Regions from separate parts of the Mus musculus genome. Here region 1 is linked to region 2. The links are chromatin contacts, called in public Hi-C maps. All regions are on one chromosome and are shown on one strand. The core of a region is the stretch at or near the end of the contact, and the rest is flanking DNA. Distances in the headings are between cores, read along the strand shown. Region 1 has its middle 49 kb from the start of Gm39359. Region 2 overlaps Iqch (IQ motif containing H).

The links. Hi-C and Micro-C count contacts between places; a contact is called where the count stands out from the background.
Region 1: a contact with region 2 is called in a Hi-C map of bone marrow-derived macrophages, with 40 read pairs. The contact joins two enhancer-like sites. A contact is called at or near these places in 5 of 15 datasets of contacts at CTCF or cohesin (the NIH/3T3 cell line, embryonic stem cells, large pre-B cells and 2 more), 46 of 484 Hi-C or Micro-C datasets (B cells, CD4 T cells, CD8 T cells and 26 more), 5 of 115 datasets of contacts at active chromatin or transcription factors (astrocytes, bone marrow-derived dendritic cells, embryonic stem cells and 2 more) and 1 of 9 other capture datasets (embryonic stem cells).

What each region holds. Positions count from the first base shown.
Region 1 is chr9:63,842,372-63,847,808 of GRCm38.p6, forward strand. No RefSeq gene overlaps it. Among named protein-coding and RNA genes, the nearest start is that of Gm39359, 49 kb to the left of the region's middle. Within about 2 kb of position 1,955, at least 6 of the 459 cell types and tissues checked have an H3K27ac peak or open chromatin away from gene starts, as enhancers often do. A contact at or near this core is called in bone marrow-derived macrophages, where this site is marked.
Region 2 is chr9:63,585,648-63,590,801 of GRCm38.p6, forward strand. It overlaps Iqch (IQ motif containing H), which reads right to left. Exons shown (of 22, transcript NM_001311098.1): 4 at 2,683-2,794. Among named protein-coding and RNA genes, the nearest start is that of Iqch, 14 kb to the right of the region's middle. Within about 2 kb of position 3,669, at least 13 of the 459 cell types and tissues checked have an H3K27ac peak or open chromatin away from gene starts, as enhancers often do. A contact at or near this core is called in bone marrow-derived macrophages, where this site is marked.

The DNA of each region.
Region 1 (5,437 bases), core at 705-3,204, 260 kb after region 2:
CAGGTGAAAGATCTCCGCAGAAGGGTTGTGGTCAGCAAACACTGTGAATGGAAAGTCCTGCCTTGAGTCACATTCATCTGTGATTTGCTTTTAAAAAGATTTTGTTTATTTTATGTATATGAGTACACTGTCACTGTCTTCAGACACACCAGAAGAGGGCATCAGATCCCACTACAGATGGTTGTGAGCCACCATGTGGGGGAATTGAACTCAGGGCCTCTGGAAGAGCAGTCAGTGCTCTTAACCACTGAGCCATCTCTCCAGCCCACCTGTGGGATTTTTTTTTTTAAATGAATGGTTGATGGCAGGTGTCACAGGTCCTCCTTGGCTGGATCCTTTGCAGAAAAGCTAATCTGTCTATCCTGGTTTTCTTTCTCATTGTGATGAAAATGCCCCAACGAAAACATCCCGTGGGATTAAAGATTGACTTGCTCATGAATCCGGGTTTCTTCCATCGAGGCTGGGGAACTTGAAGCAGCATGTCACGTCGCATCCACTAGAGAGCTGAGAGAGAACGAATGTGTGCACCAGACTCTCAGTTGCTTTCTCCACTCATACGATCCAGGATCCAAACCTAGGGAATGGTGCTGCCCACAGTGGGCTGGATCATCCCATCTCAATTAGCAAAAGCAAGGCAATACCCTCAACACGTGCACACAGGCCAATTGATCTAGACGGTCCCGCAGTCAAGACTCTCTTACCAGGTGATCCCACTTTCTGTCAAGTTGACAATTAAAACTATCCATCACGCTGTCTATCAAAGCTGTACTAGATTTCTCTTAGATGCCCAGCCAGAGTCTCATAGCCCACTGGGGATTGAAAGGGGCACCGGTGCCAGTCAAAAGGCGGTATGTCCCAGGGGTAAGATGGATGGGATGATATGCCATTGCTGTTTGTGTTGGAGCCCCTAGGGTTCTCCAAAGAAGCAGTGAACACACACACACACACACACACACACACACACACACACACACACACACCCTGCATTGACGGACAGGACAAGTGGGAATGACAGTGTGAAGTGATGGGGTATGAAGGTATGATGGAATGTTAACCCCGCCTTGGGAAAAGCCAAGAGTCAATCCAGTTTCCAGCAAACTTTCCCCCTCAGTTCAAAATACAGAGGTGGAAGTGCAGGATACAGATGACCTCTTGGGGGACCCTAGGGACAGAACCTGCCCAGTGTGAGGCATAGCCACCTGCCAGGGCAGTACAGACCTCAGGAGGGAAACGGACCCTGCTGAGGATCAGTGCAAGGACAGGGAGGAAGTGGCTGCTCTGGTCTGTGGAGGAGGGTGAGGCTCTGAGAGGTGAGGCTGGGACGCCTGGGGGAGGGGTAGCAGCAGAGACAGGCCACTGGTCACCTGAGGACCAATCAGTCTAAGTGTCCACAGTGACAATGGTGGATGCCTGACTCCTCCCTGTCAGTGAAGGTTCTAGAACAGGAAAGGTACCAGACTGAATGTCACTGGGCATCGATGGTGCCAACCGCTCACAAGGAGACCAGCTCCAGAGCCTACAGTTGCCTGGAGCCTCTTCCAGCAAGGGGGCTGTATGGAGACGCCTCTAATGTCCCTAGCTAGAGGTCACCTCCAACAGCGGTGCTGCAGAAAACCCGATGGAATAGACAGAGAGGTGACACCACCTGCTAGAAGATGTCATCGAGTGACCCTGGCCACTGAGGGTGGGCCTCAACCAGGTGGCACTGATGCTCGTGACTTAGATGTCCCTGAAAACAGGAACATACCTGAAGACTCACACACAGTAGGCTTGGGTCAGCATTCCAGCAGCATCTGTGGAAGGCTTAAATATCACGAGTAAAACATTCACAACTTCCCTACGGGTGCATCATTACTTCAGAATGAAAATTAAACAGTCAACCTACAGGTGAGATGGTGGCACTAGTTTGCGGAAAATACAGATGGAGTGTGTCTTTGTCTGTGTGTGAGCGCCCTCTTGTGGTGATCATGGCACAGTGCCGCACTTGACTAAATGGATTTCTTATGGATGGTGCATGAAGAAGACACCTCAATCAGCCTTTGCATCTACCCTGGGTTTCTTCTTACCTGGACCATAAAAATACTGGTGTCTTTTGTCTTTGAAGTCCCAGAAGTGCTGAGAACTATTCAAAGAACAGGCCCATTGTCTGTGCTAGTCTACAAACTAGCAATATGCTGGCTGGAAGGGCGAGACTTCTCCTGGCAGTGAGCATATCACCTTCCAACTCTAAACCTCCATGTGTACTACACTGAAGACCATGAAAAATGTCCATCCTTCCACAGGACGTAACAAGGGAAAGAGAGAACAGACCCCAGTCCATAGTCTCCAGGCAGCCACAAGTCCAGGGAAGCCTGGGTCACACCTACTGCCATGCCTGACTAGAATGAGCCCTCCTTGCTCACACATATCCTAATTTGGGAGGTGAATCATTTGTTTACTGGATGTCCAGATCTTCCCAGGAATGGTATGTCACTCACTTCTTACAGGACGTGGGGAAGAAGGCTCTCAAAAATTCTGATCCCTTGTCAGAGTAATGAGGGTAGCTCATTTAAACATCACCTCTAGCAAATCAGAGAACAAATCAGAAAGAGACGTTGGAAGTGGGAGGTGGGGTGGGAATGAAGTCATACCAAGCAGCAGGAGGCATAATGGCTGGCCATCAGGGATGCCCTGGGCTGAGGCAGAGGTGGGCCTCAGGACCCTGAGGAGGGTACAGATGAACTATCAAGAAGATAGTTAATGTTAGGGATTTTGCTTGTTGTTTTGACACAGGGTCTCATGTATCCCAGGCTAGCCTCAAAATTCACTGTGTAGCGAGGATGACCCTGAACTTCTTGATCCTCCTGCCTCCACCTCCTTAGTTCTAGACTTGCTGGTAAGCATCACCACACTGGTTTATGTGGTGGTGGAATTGAACCATGGGCTTCACGCACCCTAGGCAAACACTGTACCACTGTCTCAGCTGAGCCACATCCTTAGCCTGGGTATCAGGTTTGTGATAAGGAAAGAGAAAGCATTGTCTTGGGGAGGGGAGTCCTTTCTGAGTTCCAGGCTGGGGTTTAGCGGTGCCTGAGCTCAGCAGTCCTTGTGCATTTCAGAGTCTGTTGACCCCCAGGTTTGGTCTGTTGGGTGGATTTTTCCCCCCAGTGAAGAGGAGAACTGGAGAGATGGGAGCTTGAGGGTCGAGAAGGGTACTCTGGTCCCTGGAAGGGGATGGTTGTTTCCCTACAGAGCTGTGGGAAGTAGGAGAGTCAGGAATTCGGGGGGGGGGATGCACCTGTTTCCTGGTGTAGAGAGGGTCTTGATAGGCCAGGGGCAGGGGCCCAGGGCAGAGGATTTGGGGAACAGCTCCAAATGTGGCCAGCAGAGTGGAGAGGCCCATCAGCACCCCTTCCCCCAGCAAGACAGAGGATCAAGACCACGCCCCTTATCTGTCATCTGCAGAGGGGGGGAAGCACGAATGGATGCAGGAGACAGCATACGTCAAATGTTCATAGGACTAAGGTGGGACATGGGATGCTATGGAAACTGGCACTGTAAAAGCCTTGAGGTGGTGGTGGTGGTGGTGTGTCTGAGTCAACTCCCCTTTGAGAGTGGAGAACCACGGTCTCCAGGAGTCTCTGTAATGGCTAACAGAGCACTCCTGGCACTTTGGGCAGCTGCCTTTCTGTGGCCTTCACTGAAAAAGAACTTGTGGATTTGCCAAAGAGCATGCATACGTTTGTGGTGCGCTGAGAACTCGCATTCCCAGCCGCTAAGCTAATGCTATATAAGGGGCCATCTATGAAGGACTGAAAGAAACTCTAGAATCTTCTCATAGCAGGCGTGCTGTGATCAGACGACACCTGTGATCCCAGCTTTCAGGATGATCATGAGTTTAAAGCCTGAACTAAAGGAAGAGATCCTGTCCCCCAAACTCAAAAATAAATAAGTTAAGAATAAAAAATAGGGCTGGTGAGATGGCTCAGTGGGTTAGAGCACCCGACTGCTCTTCCGAAGGTCCAGAGTTCAAATCCCAGCAACCACATGGTGGCTCACAACCATCCGTAACAAGATCTGACTCCCTCTTCTGGTGTGTCTGAAGACAGCTACAGTGTACTTACATATAATAAATAAATAAATCTTAAAAAAAAAAAAAAAAAGAATAAAAAATAATTACTAAAGCCTCCCTCTGCACAGTCATGTTGGCCTTTCCTGAGCTGGGCAGAGTTCCCTCCACTGTGATGTGCAAATTTCCACACAGTTCTTCCACTTCCACTTAGAAGACCCAATGGCACAGCCCTCCTATTTAGAGGGGAAACTGAGGCTCAGATGTAGTAATGCCCCCAAGGTCTTGGTCACACAGAGGTGTCTAGACTCAACGGGGCATCCAGCACACGTGCCTGTGCACACACCTTGTGCTGGGGCAGCCTGGGCAGAAGCAGGGCCAGCCTTGTGCTGAGGCTGTGAACAGTATTGGGGAGTCTCCAGCGGGCACTGGGGCCAACCCAGGAGAGCTGGGACAAAGGCAGGCTCCTGAGAGAACGTGGACCTAAGCTCTCCAAACGTGCTTGACACTGGTAGCTGGGGACAAGGCTGGTCTATAGGAGACAAGGCTGACCTATAGGGGACGGGGCTGGCCTATAGGGGACACGGCTGACCTACAGAACACTGGGGCACCATTCTGCTGGGTCACCCTGCCCAAGAAGACACCAGCCCCTGAGACATGAAGTCACACATCAGAGTCACAATGGAAGGAAGCCGTCCTATCACCACCGTGGCTGGATCCAATTCGATGTGATCTTAGAGCCAGTGAGAGCCAATGAGCAGAAGGCAGCTTCGAGAGCGCTGGGCTCCTTGTTGCACAGATTCTCCAATCGAGTGGCCATGTGACTGAACGTAAAGTCATGAAAAAATGAGGTAACAGTACGATGTTTCTGAACACACGGTGCCCACAATTGAAGTATAAACCAAAAGTGTGCAGAAGTTGAGGTGTTTCTGGAAGCACTCACCCATGCCATGTGCTATGACTTTCCTGAACCCTTGGTTCTGGTAACACACTGTGTGTCCTCTGCGTGATGTGTGCTATCATGTCGACCCCCTAAAACCACATGTCACCATGTAAGACCAACAAACAGTGCCCACTGAACACCTGGGTTCACATATAAGGCTCCTCTGTGGATTTTTTTTTCTTTCTGTATGTGAAAAAAGTTTTGTTCTTGTAGAAATGTGATTTCAAACTTTTATAAAGACATACATATTACTTTTATGTATATGTGTGGTTTGCATGCTTGGGTTTATATGCACCACATGTGTGTAGAAGCCCACAGAGACCAGAAGATGGCACTGGATTCTCTGGAACTAGAATCACAGATGGTTGTGAGTCACCTGATGTGGGTGCTGTGGATTGAACCTGGGTCCTCTGCAAGAGCTGCAAATGCCCCTAACCACTGAGCCA
Region 2 (5,154 bases), core at 2,419-4,918:
AAGAATGATAAACATTAAGAAAAAAAAAGTCATGCAGGTCACTAGCCAGTTACATCTGTGGCAAGTGTGAGCAAGGAAAACTGCAAAGCTGTGTAGGCACTTTTAAAAAGGGTTCCTTCCCCATGGCAGCTGTGTCCTATAAAAAGGGTTCCTTCCCCATGGCGGCTGTGTCTTATAAAAAGGGTTCCTTCCCCCATGGAGGCAGTGTATCTTTGTGTAAAATGGTACCTTTTACGATATGGACATTTGAACCCAAACAGCTGTCATGCAAAGAATATCACAATGGATAAGAACACAGAATTGTGGCCCTGCAGTTCTAGGTTCACAATACCAACTTGGATATGCACAAGCTGTGTTCTCCCACTGTGTACCTTAGTCTCTTTCCAAATAAACCAAAGATAATGACAACACCTCCTTTTAGGATTGTCCTGAACATTAAACATGTTATTTCCAAAATCATGAAAATCTGGTACCCAAGGAAGATGACTTATGATTGCTTTGGGCTAGTCAATATGCACTGCATGTTCCTACCCCTCTCCGCGTATGTAGATCTAGTTAGCCTGCTGTGATGCTCTTAGGAGGCAAGACAAGGCAGGTGAGTAGATTACAAGGGTGGAATCCTCAGGAATGGAGTTATTGCCAAACTAGGAAATGGGCCCTCACAACATACCCAATCTGCCAGCATCTTGATTGAGTTTTGTAGCATCCATAACTGTAAGAGACAGACTTCTTTTGGGTCAGTTTGTGATATTCCTTTGGATAAGGCTGAACTGACTAACACAAAGAAGGAACCAGAATCAAACTAAAAAACAAAAATAATAACAGCAACAAATACTCCCTTGGAGGCAAAGTCAGAGACCTCATGAGCTCTTTAAAAATTTATACTCCACCAAACTGAAAAATGCAAAGAAACATAAGTCAAGAAATTATATATTTAAATAGATCCATAACACCTAATGAAATATAAGCAACAGTTTAAAATCTCCCAATTAAAAGAATTCCAGAGCCAGATAAATTCAGTGCAGGATTCCCCCAGACCTTCATAGACTCAACACCAATACTATTCATACTATTTTGCAAAACAGAAAAGTAAGGAACATCACCAGAGTTCTTCTCCCAAGCGAGTATTACCCGATACCAAAGCCAAACAAAGAAGAAGAAAAGGAAAGGGAAGAAAATTCTAGGCCAGAATCTTTGATGAACACAAATGCAAAAATTTTCAATGAAATATTTATAAATTTAATTCAATAGCACATCAAAGATAATCATATCAACATGATTATTCACCATGGTCCAGTTGGATTCATCCAAGAGATACAGGAGGATGGTTCAACACACACAAATCAATAAACACAGTCTGCCACATAAACAGGTGAAAGGCCAGAAACAACCATCTCATTAGATGCAGAAAAGGCCTTGGAGAAAATCCACCATCCCCATGTGGTAAATAGAGAAGCAGGCAACATACCACAACAAAATACATGTCATTACAGCATGCCTACAAGCAACATGTCAAATGGAAAGAAACTCCAAGCATTTCCACTAAGACAGTGAACAAAACAAGAGGGCTTCTTTCCCCATTGCTACTCAGCAGACAGCTAGAAGAAATGAAGAAGTCAAAGAATCTTGATCTCTAGATGCTGGGGTTCTGTATGTAAGACCCTTGGGACGGCCCCAGGAAACTCCTACAGCTGATAAATGCTCAGCAGAGCAGCAGGGAGTGTTCCTTCTGAACTCTGGAAAAAGAAAGGTGCTTTGACTGACTTTACTTCTATGCTATAGATACCTCCAAAACAGTAACATCAAGTTATAAAACAGACCACAACATGCATATTATCTAGTTTAAAATACAATGTAAATATTTACTCTTATAAAAAAAATTAACAGTTTCTCACAGACACTGAAGCAGCAAGCACGGGGCCTAGCTGGATCTATACCAGGAACTGTGTGTGTGTGTGTGTGTGTGTGTGTGTGTGTTGCAGCTTTTATCTTAGTATTTTTATGGGATTCCTGAGTGTGAGAATGTATGGGTCTCTGATTCTTGTGCCTGATCTTGGGACTCTTTTCCTTGTGTTAGGTTGCCTTCAAAATGATGGTTTTTGCTTTTTCTTATTATAGCTTATTTTGTCATATTTTGTTTTAAACATGTTGTAGGTAGGTCTGTATGGCATTTTCTTAATTAGTGATCAGTAGGGGAGGGTTCAATCCACAGTGAGTGGTGCCATCTCTGGGCTGGTGGTCCTGGGTTCTATAAGAAAGCAGGTTGAACGAACCTTGTGGAGCAAACCAGTGAGCAGCCTCCTCCATGGCCTCTACATCAGCTCCTACCCTACGTTCCTTCCCTGTTTGAGTTCCTGTCCTGACTTCCTTTGGTGAGAAACAGCAACATGGAAGTGTGATCTGAATAAACCCTTTTCTCCCCATCTCCCCATCGAAAATACTAGAAATTAAATGTCACCTTTAAAAAAATAGCAGTTTCCTTGGGATATAACTTATATATCAGTAGGCTCCCTTTTTGAATGTGCATTCACAGTAGTATTTAGTGCATTTACAGAGTTGTACACTATCTAACACTGAGTTATTTTCATTATCCTCAAAGAAACCTCTCATTCTGCCCTGCCATCCTCCTGGGCCCACGAGGCTCCTACAGTTACTCCACTGCCTGGCTCATTGGGGACCTACCTTTGCTCTTCTAAGGCCGTGTAGCAATGAACCGCGATGCTTTTGAGGTCGCCAAAAATCAGAATCCATGGGGAAAATAAAGGATTTCTGGTCAATTACAGTTGGAATCGACCTAAGTAAGTAAACAGAACGAGGGGTTAAAATCTCCTGTGTGGGCCCAAAGGCCTCTCAAATCATAATGCAAACCAATGTTTGGTACTTAGACTGCCTTCTATTAGCAATGTGCTGCTGGGGATCAGGACCACAGCCACCTTCAGCCGTGCTGCCGCTGTCAAGCCACAGCTGCTTGACTGCGCACAAGAACTCTGAGGTCTGATGAAGACCCTCCCTAGAGCATGAGTAAAAAGCGCCAGCTCTGGCTCCGAGTACACAACGGTTTCACCATAAGGCATATCTTGGTAGAGAAAAACAGGCCATGGTAAGTATTTTCTTTAAACTTCTGCTGTGTTAATAGCTGTAAAGATTAATAGCAGAGCTGGTGAGAGCTCTCCTTTGCTGAGCAGTGAACTGCTACAGAGCAATGTAAAACAAAGTAAAATTGTAAGAATGAGCAGATATGCCTCATACTATAATTAACTTTTTACATGTAAATGCAGGTTCAATTTCTATAACATGACCAACATAATAAAAAAATTTTTAAAATCTAGCCACCAATACAACTTAATATCTTGGTCTTACTATGATGCCCACTTTTGTATAATTATCATTAAAGCGCAACTTAAGACTTCTGAATTTTTCTCTAATACATTAAAGACATTGAATGTGGTCATCTCCATCCTTACAATAACAAAAAGCAAACAAAACACCACTTCCTGAACCCACCAGAGGACTGCAATCACTGAGCTAAGAGCTGCCTTGAAAAAGCAAGACTCAAGGATTCAAAGCCTCCTGACTCAGGACTCAGGAGCCTGGGAATAGATACAGCACCTGCAGCCACACGGAGGGCAGAGGCTCGAGGGGCAGAGCCTCGTAAATCCAAAGCTCACCTTTAACACAGCCTCGTAAACCCAAAGCTTACTTTTAACACACCCTCTGAGACACTCCTAGGTCTGATCCTTGCTCACTTATTAATACTGAAAGCCAGCTCTCTGGGCTTGGGTGAGGAAGTGGGCTCAGGTATTTTGGTCATTCTGACAAGCCCTTGGAAACAACTGTCACGGGAGTAATCACGGGACTTTGCTTACTTCCTTGCTAGTTCCTTATTGTAGTGCTTGCTCTTAATACTTGCATGTAATTAAAATTGTATAAAAGTGGATTGGGAAAAATTAAACCTGCTTTCAGTCTCAGAATTTACTGGGGTCATTAAAAAAAAAGAAAGAGAGAGGAGAGAGAGAGAGAGAGAGAGAGAGAGAGAGAGAGAGAGAGAGAGAGAGAGAGAGTCTTGCCCTTGCCAGGCCCACTGATGATTTTGTGTAGCTTCTGGCCGTTTGCACTACTCCACCACCAGATTTCCCCCTCGAGTACTGGTCGCTTACAAGGAAAACCACATTTATGAAAAGCAAGCTATGGAGTAAGAGGAGAATCCCAGATGGCAGCCATTCCATCTGGACAGCAGTATAGGCCTCGCCACTGGCCATCTCTGCGATTTACACGTCAGTTTCTTCATGGGGGAAAATATCAACCTTATGGATTTAAAGAAAGAGGAAATACCGGGGTTTTTTTTATACTTAAAGAAAGTCCTTGGGACTGGGGAGATGTCTCAGTGGGTGAAGGTGCTTGTCTCTACATTTGTATGATGCCTTGGTACACATTTAGTCTGCCTACTACTGGCCTGGCTGACATCTGAGCTGGCCTCCCACTGTCTGTTGTGACTTCAAACTAAAGCTCAATAGCCTAGATGGTAGAGTAACTGTATGTTTTCTTCTCCAAAACCCTTCTTTATTCTTCTCTATGGATTCCTTGCTTCAAAGAGTAAGTAGATCAGCCAATCTGCCAGTCAAAATTTAACCTAGTTAAGAGTGACAGTCCTAAACTTAAAACTTAAGAGTACAAATGAGGGCCTGAGAGATGGCTCAGTGGGTAAAGGTACTTGTCACCAAGCCTGGTGACCTAAATTTGATTCCCACAATTTACACATTGAAAGGTGAGAAGTGAGTCCTTCAAGTTGTCCTCAGACTTCCACGTATGGTGTTGTACACATGCACACACTCACATGCACATACACTCACATACACACATACATATACAAATAAACGTTTTTAAAATATGTTTTTAAAAAAAGGTTAAAAATGTCTGACAACTAAGGTTTCATCAGTATGGGCTGGCACATTTTATCTCATTGACTTGTGTAATTCATTTGTTTGTTTTTTTTATTTTAATCAGATTTACAAGGATTTCTTTTAAGAATGTAAACAGACTGAAAACTACTGCAAACACCATTACACAATCTTTCAATAGCATTAGAGTCAGAAGATTGGGTACTCTGAGAGTTCCTGTAGAATTTTTGGCCATGTGATTGGATGCAACTTACTC